2 separate regions of the Mus musculus genome follow, and region 1 is linked to region 2. A link is a contact called in public HiChIP or PLAC-seq data. All regions are on one chromosome and are shown on one strand. Each heading gives the region's core, a stretch centred on a gene start, on an enhancer-like site or on the middle of the called end of the contact. The rest is flanking DNA. Distances are from core to core; before and after follow the strand shown.

Region 1 (5,229 bases), core at 929-3,428, 180 kb before region 2:
AGGCAGTCTACCTTGATCAGGTTCTGGTTCACCTGGGGGGCTGGCGTCAGACTGAGCTCCTCATGTCAGGTCTCCCCCTCATCGAGCTCTTCATTCAGCAGCAGCACCCTCCAACTTTAAGTCCTCAGGACCACAGAGTGCAACAAATCCCACCCCGGGGGCTCCTCTGGCCTCCAAGCCCAAGTGTGTCCATCTGCACCTCTCCATGCCTTCATCACTTGATCTCTAGACCTCACTCAGCTCATGCTGCTCTCTCTGAAGACACCTCTTTGCTAAGCCACCCTCCTCAGGTTTCCTCTGGCCTCTTCTGAATACCCGTTTACCCCTGCCCCCCGCCCCCAGACGATTTCATCCTTCTAAGCTGATGGAAAAGCCATTAATACTGGTGACTCCCTACTTTTGGGCTCCAGTAAACCTCTGCTCACTACAGTCCCACAGACCCTGCTTGTTCTCAGTTTACTTCCAATCCAGTAGGGAAGAATCCTCTAGACTTTCTTCAAAAGATGCCTAGGACCTAATCACCTTCAAGGCTCCTATTGCTTCCAGCCTGCTCATCCTGTCTTGCCTATGTTACTGTGACCTATATTACCGCAATCTCCTAACTTACATTCTAGCTGTTGCCATTCTCCAGGCTTCTGTCTGTAACACTGTGTAGCAGTCAATCTTGTAAAACTAAAATGTATCATTCTATTCCTGGCTCCACCCACTTCTCTCAACTGCCTCACTCAGCCACACTTGTCCAGCATGCTACTGTTCTGAAATGGTTGCACCTGCTCTGCTGGGGACACTCATCTCCCCAGTATTCTCATGTCTTCCTTCCAGGTCTTTGTACGTGACAAGGTCTCATATAATCCAGGCTGGCTATGAGCCAATTGATTTTTCCTGCCTCTGCCTCAAGTGCTTGGGTTACAGATTCAGGCCACTGTGGCCCATTCTTCCAGGCTTTTCCCAGATCACTCTACCTAAAACTTCAATGCTTAGCTGGGTTTGTTGGTATATGCCTGTAATCTCAGTACTTGAGAGGCAGGAAGATCACTGCAAACTAGAGATCATCCAGGGCTTTTAAAGAGCTTTTCTCACAACATGTATCAGTACAGTGATACATGCCAGTAATCTTTACGCGTGGGAGATGAACGTGGAAGGATCAGGAGCTCATAGCCACCCACAGCTATGTAGCAAGTTCGAGTCTAGCCTAGGCTACATGAGATCCTTTGTCCAAACAAACAACAAACCTACAACTGTTATTATCTCTAGCTTCACCTTTGCCTTCTGAGTCTTACTATCTCTGAAGTATCATATTTAGTGTTACTTGGGTTTATTCATTTATTTTTGTCTGTCGCCCTCCAGTATACGAGCTTTACAGCCTTAGGATTTCTGTTTTACTACTCTCTGCCCCAAATTAGCACTGTGCTAACAGCATGCTCTCAAAAGATGTCTGCTGAATGAGGTGCGAGTGGATGAATGAAAATACTTGATGCTCTTTCAATCCTACAGGTGCAGCTCAATAGATGCTCTCTTTCCTGCTCAGGCCCCACGCAGTACCACTACATGACGCAGGCTAAACATGGACCCTTAGGGACCAAACCAGCTTTGTCTCAGGCTTCCTAACGTTACTAGGGTCAAAAGACTGGGTAACGTCCCAACTTGCGGATCTCAGGTTTTACTACTTTCAAGGTCCATAATGCACATCTTCCCATATAATGTGAGCCTGAAGGCCGGGAAGCAAACGTGGACAAACTAACGATCTAGAAAGACGCGTATGTGGCGGCTCTCTCCCAGGGTCTGCACTACCCGAGCCACGAGGGTTGCAATCACACTCTACAGTCCCAGCACATCCCGCACCTCCGGCCGGGTTACTAGGGCGATCAGTTCCTCCTGGGGCAACCAAAACCTTGCAAGCCGCCCGGCTTCCTCGCGTCACCTAGCAGCGGGAGGAACCGCCCTTTCCGTCCCGCCTTTCTCGGCTCACCGGGACCTTCCAGGCGGTATCCGCGCCCTTGGACTCGGGGTACAGCTTGTCCAGGCTGTAGATGCTCTGGAACGTGGTGCCGTCTACCTGTCTGTGCAGAGCCCGGCGAGCACAGCGCGCGGGCGGCGCGAGCAACAACGTTCCAGTTCGGCTCAGGCCCCAGCGTAGGCCCCAGGCGGTCGCCATGTTCACCTCCCAGGACCGCTTCCGGTGCTCACTCTTCCGGCGGTCCGCCAGCCTTGGCTGAGCTGGCTCTTAAGTTCCGCCGGGTTTCTCGGGCTCCGGGCTGTCCACCTTGGCGGTGATGGTGGGAAGTGGTGCGCACCCAGCTGACATCTGGTAGAGGTTGACCGGCAGATAGAGACCACCTACGGGAGATTTTTCTTAAAAAGATTCCTGTATGGGTCTGACTGAGCGGTGCTCACCTGCAGTCCCAGCACTGCTCTCAAGGCTAAGGCAGATGAGAGCCTAACCTAGTCACATAGCCCCTGTCATAAAAATAATACATACATGGCCAGGCGTGGTGGCACTTAATCCCAGCACTTGGGAGGCAGAGGCAGGTGGATCTCTGAGTTCGAGGCCAGCCTGGTTTACAGAGTGCGTTCCAGGACAGCAAGGGCTATGCAGAAAAAAAACCCTGTCTTGAAAAACCATAAAAAAAAAATAATAATAGTACATACATACACACATACATACATACATGGCCAGGCCTTAATCCTTGCACTTGGGAGGCAGAGATAGGTGGACCTAGGCTAGCCTGGTCTACAAAGTGAGTCCAGGACAGCCGAGGCTTCTATACAGAGAAACTCTGTCTTGGAAAAATCATTTTAAATGTGTGTGTATGTAAACAAATATATAAATGCATAAATACATAAACAAACACTGGATCTAGCATCCTAGAAACACCCTTTTCTCTTTTTTGAGTCTGTTCTCCTTCCCTGGACCCTTGAGCAACCTAACTAGATACAGCAAGGACGACCTTACCTGCTAAGCTCGGACTTTCCCTGCCCTTTCCTATCCCTTGTTCAGTGTGAGCCACATTCCTAACTTGCTTTAGATAGATGAGTGGATAGACAGTCAACCAATCTTTGTGTGTTCGATTTTGAGCTTAAGGGTTGGTTTTGTGGTATTTATTTAGGCAGGTTTCAATTATGTAGCCCTAGCTGGCCTGGAGCTCACTATATACAGCAGGTTGCCTGCCTCTCAGTCCAGAGCATTGGTATTAAAAGCTTACCCAACCAGGTCTGTCTTTTGCTTGTGTTTTGAGACAGGGTTTCAACCTATTTAGCTCAGACTAGTCTTGAACTCCTGACCCTCCTGCCTTCACCTCACAGGTGTTCAGATTTGTACCACTACTCCAAGGCCCAGTCTTATGTTCTAACATATTGCCTGTCTCCAAGTTAGAATGTAAGGTCTCTGCTGTATCCCAAACATGCAGAGTGTGTCACATCACAGACATACCACGACTGTGGGTCAAGTGAATTTCATGGTAGTTCACGTTTTTGTTGTTCTTTGGTTTGGTTTTTCTTTTTCTTCTTTTTTTTTTTCCTCATGACAGTATTTCTGTGTAACCTTGACTGTTCTGAAACTCGCTCTGTAAACCAGGCTGGCCTTGAACTCTTAAAGATGCACCTGCTCTACCTCCTGACTGCTGGGATCAAAGGCAAGTGCTACTATGCCCAGCAGCAGTTCATTTTTGTAAGTTGAGTTTCAGTCAAGTTGAATCAACTTCAGGTTTTTTGTTTTTATCTACAAAACAGCCTTATAAGCCACTCACACCCATGTGAGAGTTGTGATGAATGGCTTTGCTTATACCCAGCCAGGGATGGGAGGCAGATCACTGGAAGTGGTTCTAAATACAGGCATCTTCCCTCCTCAAGCTTTAAGAAGCAGCATAGTGGATTCTTCTAGCCACTAAAAACAAACTGGAGGTGGTTGGAAAGATGGCTCAGTGGTTAAAGAGCACTGACTGCTCTTCCAGAGGTGCTGAGTTCAATTCCCAGCAACCACATGGTGGCTCACAACCATCTGCAATGGGGTCTGATGCCCTCTTCTGGTGTGTCTGAAGAGAGCATTGGTGTACTCTTATACATAAAATAAATAAATCATTAAAAAAGTAAAAAAAAAAAAAAAAGCAAACTGGAGAAGTAGGTACAGAGTTCAGAAGACTGCAGGCTAAGTAGGGTTGTTTCATAGTGGTGTTAAGGCAGTAAATTGGAATGCTAAGGCTACAAGTAAGACAAGAAGTGTTTGAAGGTGTCTAATCCTTGGCTAAGTTCCTTGGTTGAGGTTGTGAATAAATGAAAATAGATGTCAATAAATGTTAGTAATTGTTAGTAATGCTTGTGATTAACTCATAATGAAGAGCTTGATTTTTTTTTTTTTTTGAGACCGTATCATCACCTACAAACATACACCCCTGGGACAATTGAAGTATTCCCCAGAGACACTGGCTCATTGAGACAGGAAACTGTCATGGAAGCAAGCCTTTACAGTCTCTACATTATTGGAAAGATAAACCAGCCCCCAGGCACTCCGTGAACTCCAAGGATTGGCAACTGACATCTTCCTTTGGGGCTCTGGCTCGGAAGGAGTCTCCTGGGTCCTTCCCTGACTGACTTAGTCCCAGAACCTCTGAGGGAGCTGAGCCGTTTCCATAGTGACTGGAATATGCTGCTCCGGGGAGCAAGCCCAGGCATCCATTCGGGTTGTGGATTATGAATAATAAAATCAGAGCGGTCCCATGGCAGCTTTGCTCCGAGGTGGGCTCCAGCCTGACCCACAGTCGTAGAAAAGGAAGCTGTACATTTCCAGGGCTCCAAGTAAACACAGCCTGTTCAGGCCATCTGGCGGCCTGGATTCTGCAAGAGGTGGGAGTAGAGGGGAGAAAGAGAGACAAGTTGCCCTGGGGTGTGGAGAGCAGCTGCCCTGCTCGTTGCTGGCTGCTGCCAGGAGCCATTCAGTATTGGGGAAGAGAGGATACTGGGAGGAAAACCAGGACAGGTGAGCACTCTGTGGGGTGGGGTGCAGCATGCCTATAATGGAAGACTGAGGCAGGAGGACCACTCTGAGTTTGAGGCCCGCTTGCATCACACAGTGAGTTTCATGCCAGCCAAGGTTACATAAGACCTCATGTTAAACAATAACAATGAGAAGCCTGGCACTGAAGGTAGAGAACAGTGCCTCCTCTTCCTCTCATTGGTCCCCCAAAGGTTGTATGGTTCGAGATGGTGTTTCAGGAAGAGGCTATTCACTCAAAA
Region 2 (4,772 bases), core at 1,698-4,197:
CCAGCCAGCCAGCCAGCCAGGGGAGGGTCCCTCCCTCCCATCCCCACCATCTCTGTGGGTGCACATGACAGACGGGGCAGGAAATTCCAGGATGGCATGCTCACATGGTATCCTGCATTCCCACAGAAGGCTCGGGACTGACAGGGTGTGCTGACCCTGCTGGCCACCATGTGCCCTTACATGGGGCACTGAGCAACCAACCTCTTCACTAAGCGAGCAGTTCCTCAAGTGCCTGCATATTTAGGTACCTGCAGAAGGGGGGGAGGGGGGGTGGAGCTTTCAAGGTTCCAGCACTTTCCATTCTGCTTGTCTGCTCCTGGGGTCTTAACGCAAAAGACCCACAGGCTCTACTCCCAGCCTTCTTCCTCCAGGGCTGGTTGGTATCTTTGCTTTCCCTGTTAATTCGGGCGTGGGTGATAAAGGAACTTAGAAACTACAGTGTGGCAATGCTGAGTGTCAGGGCTTTCCTAAACACACAGACTCCGCAAGGGCCGAGGGCAGATTTCACAGGCGCAAGAGTATCTGAGGCCGGGGGGAGTGGGTTCAAGTGGCGGTGGCCACGTGCCAAATGCACAGCTGAGCTGTCTGGACTGATCCTGGAGGGTGTTTCAGATGAGAAAGGGAGGGGCGCCAAGCTTTTGCAGGGCTGCTCCTGTTGAGTGCTGGGGGTTAAAAGCTAATTGGGGTTAATAGCATCTTGGCAAGAGCCCACCCCTAACTGAACTTGCGATGCGTCCTTGACACGTAGGGAAGAAATGCGCAAGGATTCTATTTTTATTTCTCAAGTGGTTGTGAACATTTATTTGCCTAACGGGATCGCAACTTCTGGGGCTTCATCTACCACAGGCAGGTGGGCACAAATGAGTTCACATTGCTGGGATGGGGTAGGGATCAGACAGTGTCCTTGTTGAGCCAGCTTTGTGGGGGTCACTCAGCTTCTCAAAATACATCATATACAGGGCATTTACTCAATGACTGATTGATGGGGGAGAGCCCAGCTCACTGTGGGTGGGGCCATCCTATAAGCAGCCTCCGAAAGCCATGGGGGAGCACCCCTCTATGGCCTCTGCACAGCTCCTGCCTCCAGGTTCCTGCCCTGTCTCCCCTAAGCGATGGACCTTTAACTGGATGTGTAAATTGAAATAAACCCTTCCCTCCCCAAATCGCCCTGGTCAAGGTGCTTCATCAGAGCAGGAGTAACCCTGACTAGGGCAGAAGGTGGTACCAGGATAGTGTGGTAATGCTGTGACAGACCTGAGCAGGTTGTTTTGGGAAGACTGTGGAAAGACTTTGAAACTTTAGGCAAAAAATGCCATTGAGTTGTTCAAAGCTTGGTAAGCTGTTCTGTAGGAGCTTTGGAGACAATAATGTTGAGAAAGTTGCAGATGAAGGAGGCCTGGCTTGTGAAGTTTCAGAGAGAAGCAAAGACTGTGTGACGAGTCTGTGGGTGTCTGGTCTGCTGGGGCTGAAGAGTCAGCTGTGGTTAAGAAGAGACCAGCATCACTGATGAAAAGGCTTCTGGGAAGTGTTTCCTCAGGGTCAGCACACAGAAGCTGTGGTCCAGAGGCAGCCAAGGCTGGCTGTTCTTTGTGCTGGCAACTTAACTTGGTAACCCAGGTGGTACTGGTTTTGAAGGCAGGAAGGGGTCATGGAGAGCAGCTGAGGCTTGGCACTGTGTGACAGGGCTGGAGTCTCTGAATAGAGCCCAGGAGAAGCTCATGATGAAGGAGCAGCCCAGTTGCAGCAGAGACTCCAGCACTGTGGAGATGCCAGTGTCATGGGATGACCACCAAAAACAGCAGCGGTGGCGTGGAGACAGCCTGAGCCTAGAGGAGCGGCTGTGTGTGCTGCAGGGGGAAGAGCCGAGGTGACCCAAGCCACTGGAGGAGCCCAGAAGACCCGAGGGGATCCCAGACACTGGCGTTACACTGTTTACCTGATGGAGCTTGGGTTTGCCGTGTTCAGACTGCGACTGTGCCCTGCTTCTTCCCTCTTCAGTAAGAAAGGGTTTGACAGGAGCTCACACTGAGAGACTTTGGATTTTAAGGAAGCTGAATTTTTAAGTATTTAAAAATTTAAAGACTGTGGAACTTTTAGAATTTGGAATGTTTATAATGTGATATTCATCTTGGGGAAGAATAAGAAAGGAAGGGTTAAGGCTTATCGGTGATGTGCTTGTGTGCTGAGTTGACAAAGGTCAACTGTGCTGGGTAGTTTTATGTCAACTTGACACATGCTCGAGTTATCTGAAAGGAGGGAACTTCAATTGAGAAAATAAATGCCTCCCTAAGATTCAGCTGTAGGGCATTTTCTTAGTGATTGATATGGGAGGCTCCAGCCCATTATGTGTGGTGCCGCCCCTGGACTGGTGGTCCTGAGTTCTATAACAAAGCTACCTTGGTCATGGTGTTGCATTATAGCAAGAGTAACCCTAACTGGTACACATCCATTCTCCAAACATCCCAAGTACAGAACCATGGTACTACCAAGACCTACTGCATGCAAAGAACGCTCTGTCAACACTTCATTTTTCTTTCTCTGAGATGGAGTCTTGCTATGTCCCTCCTCCGTGTAAATGACCTTCCTGCTTTGGCCTCTTGAGTAGCTAGGACTATAGCTACATACACCACCCCTTGCCATATGATATTTTATTTTTATTGCCCATGTGAGCTTAACAATGGCCCAAATACTCATGAGAGTTCAGGTGCTTCTGATCACACAGGAGAAGACCACCCACCATGCAGAAGATGACAGTCAGGGAAGGAGAGGATGCTATACTGGAAACTGTGTCAACAATGCACGTGCGCCAAGCCCGGTCAACTGCTGTCATGATGCGTTTGCCAAAATTCTAGGACAAGAGTTATTACGTCGTGGAGAGGAGGGCTTGTTCATACCAAACCAGAAGTGACCTGGGGACAGAGGATAAACTGTGACCTTGATATGGATCAGCCCAGTGGTGGGTAGGCGGAGCTAGAGGACAGGAAGAAGAAACCACCCCTGGCAGGACAGGGCTCAGCACTAACTGGACCAAACACCCTAGAAACGCTGTAAGTTCTTCCTAACGGACCAGTGTCCGTGGTACAGGGGAAATGAGGCAGGTGGAGGAGGTTGGGGCACCTCTTTCAGTACACTGACTCCACCCTAGCAGTGACTGGCATTTATCTAACACTTGGCAGAACACAACACTTGACGGAGGTTATGTCTCAATGCCTGCTTCTACCCTGCCCTAGCCTAGCCAGCGTCGAGAAGGATGCATGCAGAATGGACTGATGACAAGGAGCAGCTGACGCCCAGGCCATTCCAAACAGGAAATGGGCATTGTGTGCATCCTGTGCACCAGGAGTCCAATCTTGCTTTCGTGTTGCCACACCCTTTGGCAGAAAACCTCCCCTGTTGCTGCAATGTTCAGCCCGCTCTGGCTTGGAGAGTGGTTGTGAGTCACCTGACCTGAGTGCCGGAATTAAACTCAGATCCTCTGTAAGGACAGTACAGGCTCTTAACTCCTGACAGATTTCCCCAGCCCGACGCTCACCACTGCAATGATTTACTTAGTTCTTGTTTATTTGCTTTGGTGCCGTGGCACAGGTGTGGAGGTCAGAGGGTAAAACCGTGGAATTAGTTCTTTCCTTCTTCCTTTACCTGGGTTCTGGGGACCAAGCTCAGGTTGCAGCCTTCTGTAGTAAGTGCTTGGGCCTGCTGAGCCACCCCACCCTGGCCAGTTTCCCTTCTGATAGACAACAGTAAATAAACAGGAGGAGGAACCCATACAGTTCACTTTCCAAGTCATCTTCCTGACCACCTTCCAGCCCCTACTTAGGGGAAGTGCTGACCTCCCTGACTTTAGCCTTGGGGTGGGCCTTTGCTGAGGCCCTCGGATGCAAATTAGACAGGCAGCCACCGTTAACCCCAGCTCCGGGGTATCCGATACCTCCGGCCTCCATGGGCACTTGCGCACATGTGCACATACACAGACACACAACTAAAATAATAAAAACAAACTGCAAGGAATGGGGCAGAACAACTGATAAGGGACCTGAGGCGAAGACAAACATTCAAAAGTGACCCTAAGAACTGCTTCCCAGGTGCTTCTGGAAGTTTCCCTATGGACAGGACAGGTCCAACTCTCTCTGGCCTCTGTATGAGGGAGAAAGTGGGAAAGAGGACGAAACTCACCCCAGACAACCTGAGAGGGCACTGAGAGGGGCCCCTGCAACACCAAGCTGATGGTCTGCAAATTCCACATGCCATCTCCCCCCAAGTCTGCCCAGAACACAGTCCACAGCCCCTGGCAGCTGACTCAATGCTATGTCACCTGCCCACCTGGTCTTGCCATTGAAACCAGGACAAGGCACAACACTTGGTACAGGTACCGCCCCCAGTGGCTAGGAAGCCTGCAGAAGGGAAGTGGTTCTGGGGCTCCATTCTGAGGAGTGCTGTCACTCTCTGTCCAGAGCTTCCGATAAGCTCTCAGTGCCGAGACTCCCAGGGCCGAGACTCCGGTGGGGTCACAGCCTATTCCCCTGGAGGAGCTCGGGCTTGCAGGAGGGGAGGAAGGGCTCTGAGAGCTGGCAGGTGAAGCAGAGCTTTGGAGGCCACCCAGGTGGGACCTCTTTCTAATCCTGGCTACTGTTTCCACTTCAGAAAACAGGTGTTGAGAGGGATTAAAGGCTTTGTCCAAAATCTCAATTACTTAGCTGTAGCTGGGATTAGAGCCCAGGTCACCTGTATCCAAAGCCTATTTCCTGCTTAGAGCACTCAAGTGCCTCCCACAA

The links. HiChIP or PLAC-seq counts read pairs in DNA pulled down with a chosen protein or histone mark.
Region 1: a contact with region 2 is called in a FOXA1 HiChIP or PLAC-seq map of pancreatic cancer cells. The contact joins the promoter of Mrpl58 here to the enhancer-like site in region 2. A contact is called at or near these places in 5 of 39 promoter capture datasets (the 3T3-L1 cell line, 3T3-L1-derived adipocytes, the HPC-7 cell line and 2 more), 1 of 484 Hi-C or Micro-C datasets (the N1E-115 cell line), 1 of 115 datasets of contacts at active chromatin or transcription factors (pancreatic cancer cells) and 1 of 9 other capture datasets (liver).

The regions. Positions count from the first base shown.
Region 1 is chr11:115,400,701-115,405,929 of GRCm38.p6, reverse strand. Mrpl58 (mitochondrial ribosomal protein L58) reads right to left here and starts at 2,178. Exons shown (of 6, transcript NM_001347645.1): 1 at 1,970-2,178. The coding sequence starts at 2,155. Gm32013 (a long non-coding RNA gene) reads left to right here and starts at 4,677. Exons shown (of 3, transcript XR_880312.3): 1 at 4,677-5,229.
Region 2 is chr11:115,218,061-115,222,832 of GRCm38.p6, reverse strand. The region is part of intron 8 of Tmem104 (transmembrane protein 104); the gene reads right to left. Among named protein-coding and RNA genes, the nearest start is that of Tmem104, 33 kb to the right of the region's middle. Within about 2 kb of position 2,947, at least 90 of the 459 cell types and tissues checked have an H3K27ac peak or open chromatin away from gene starts, as enhancers often do. A contact at or near this core is called in the HPC-7 cell line, the N1E-115 cell line, liver and 1 more, where this site is marked.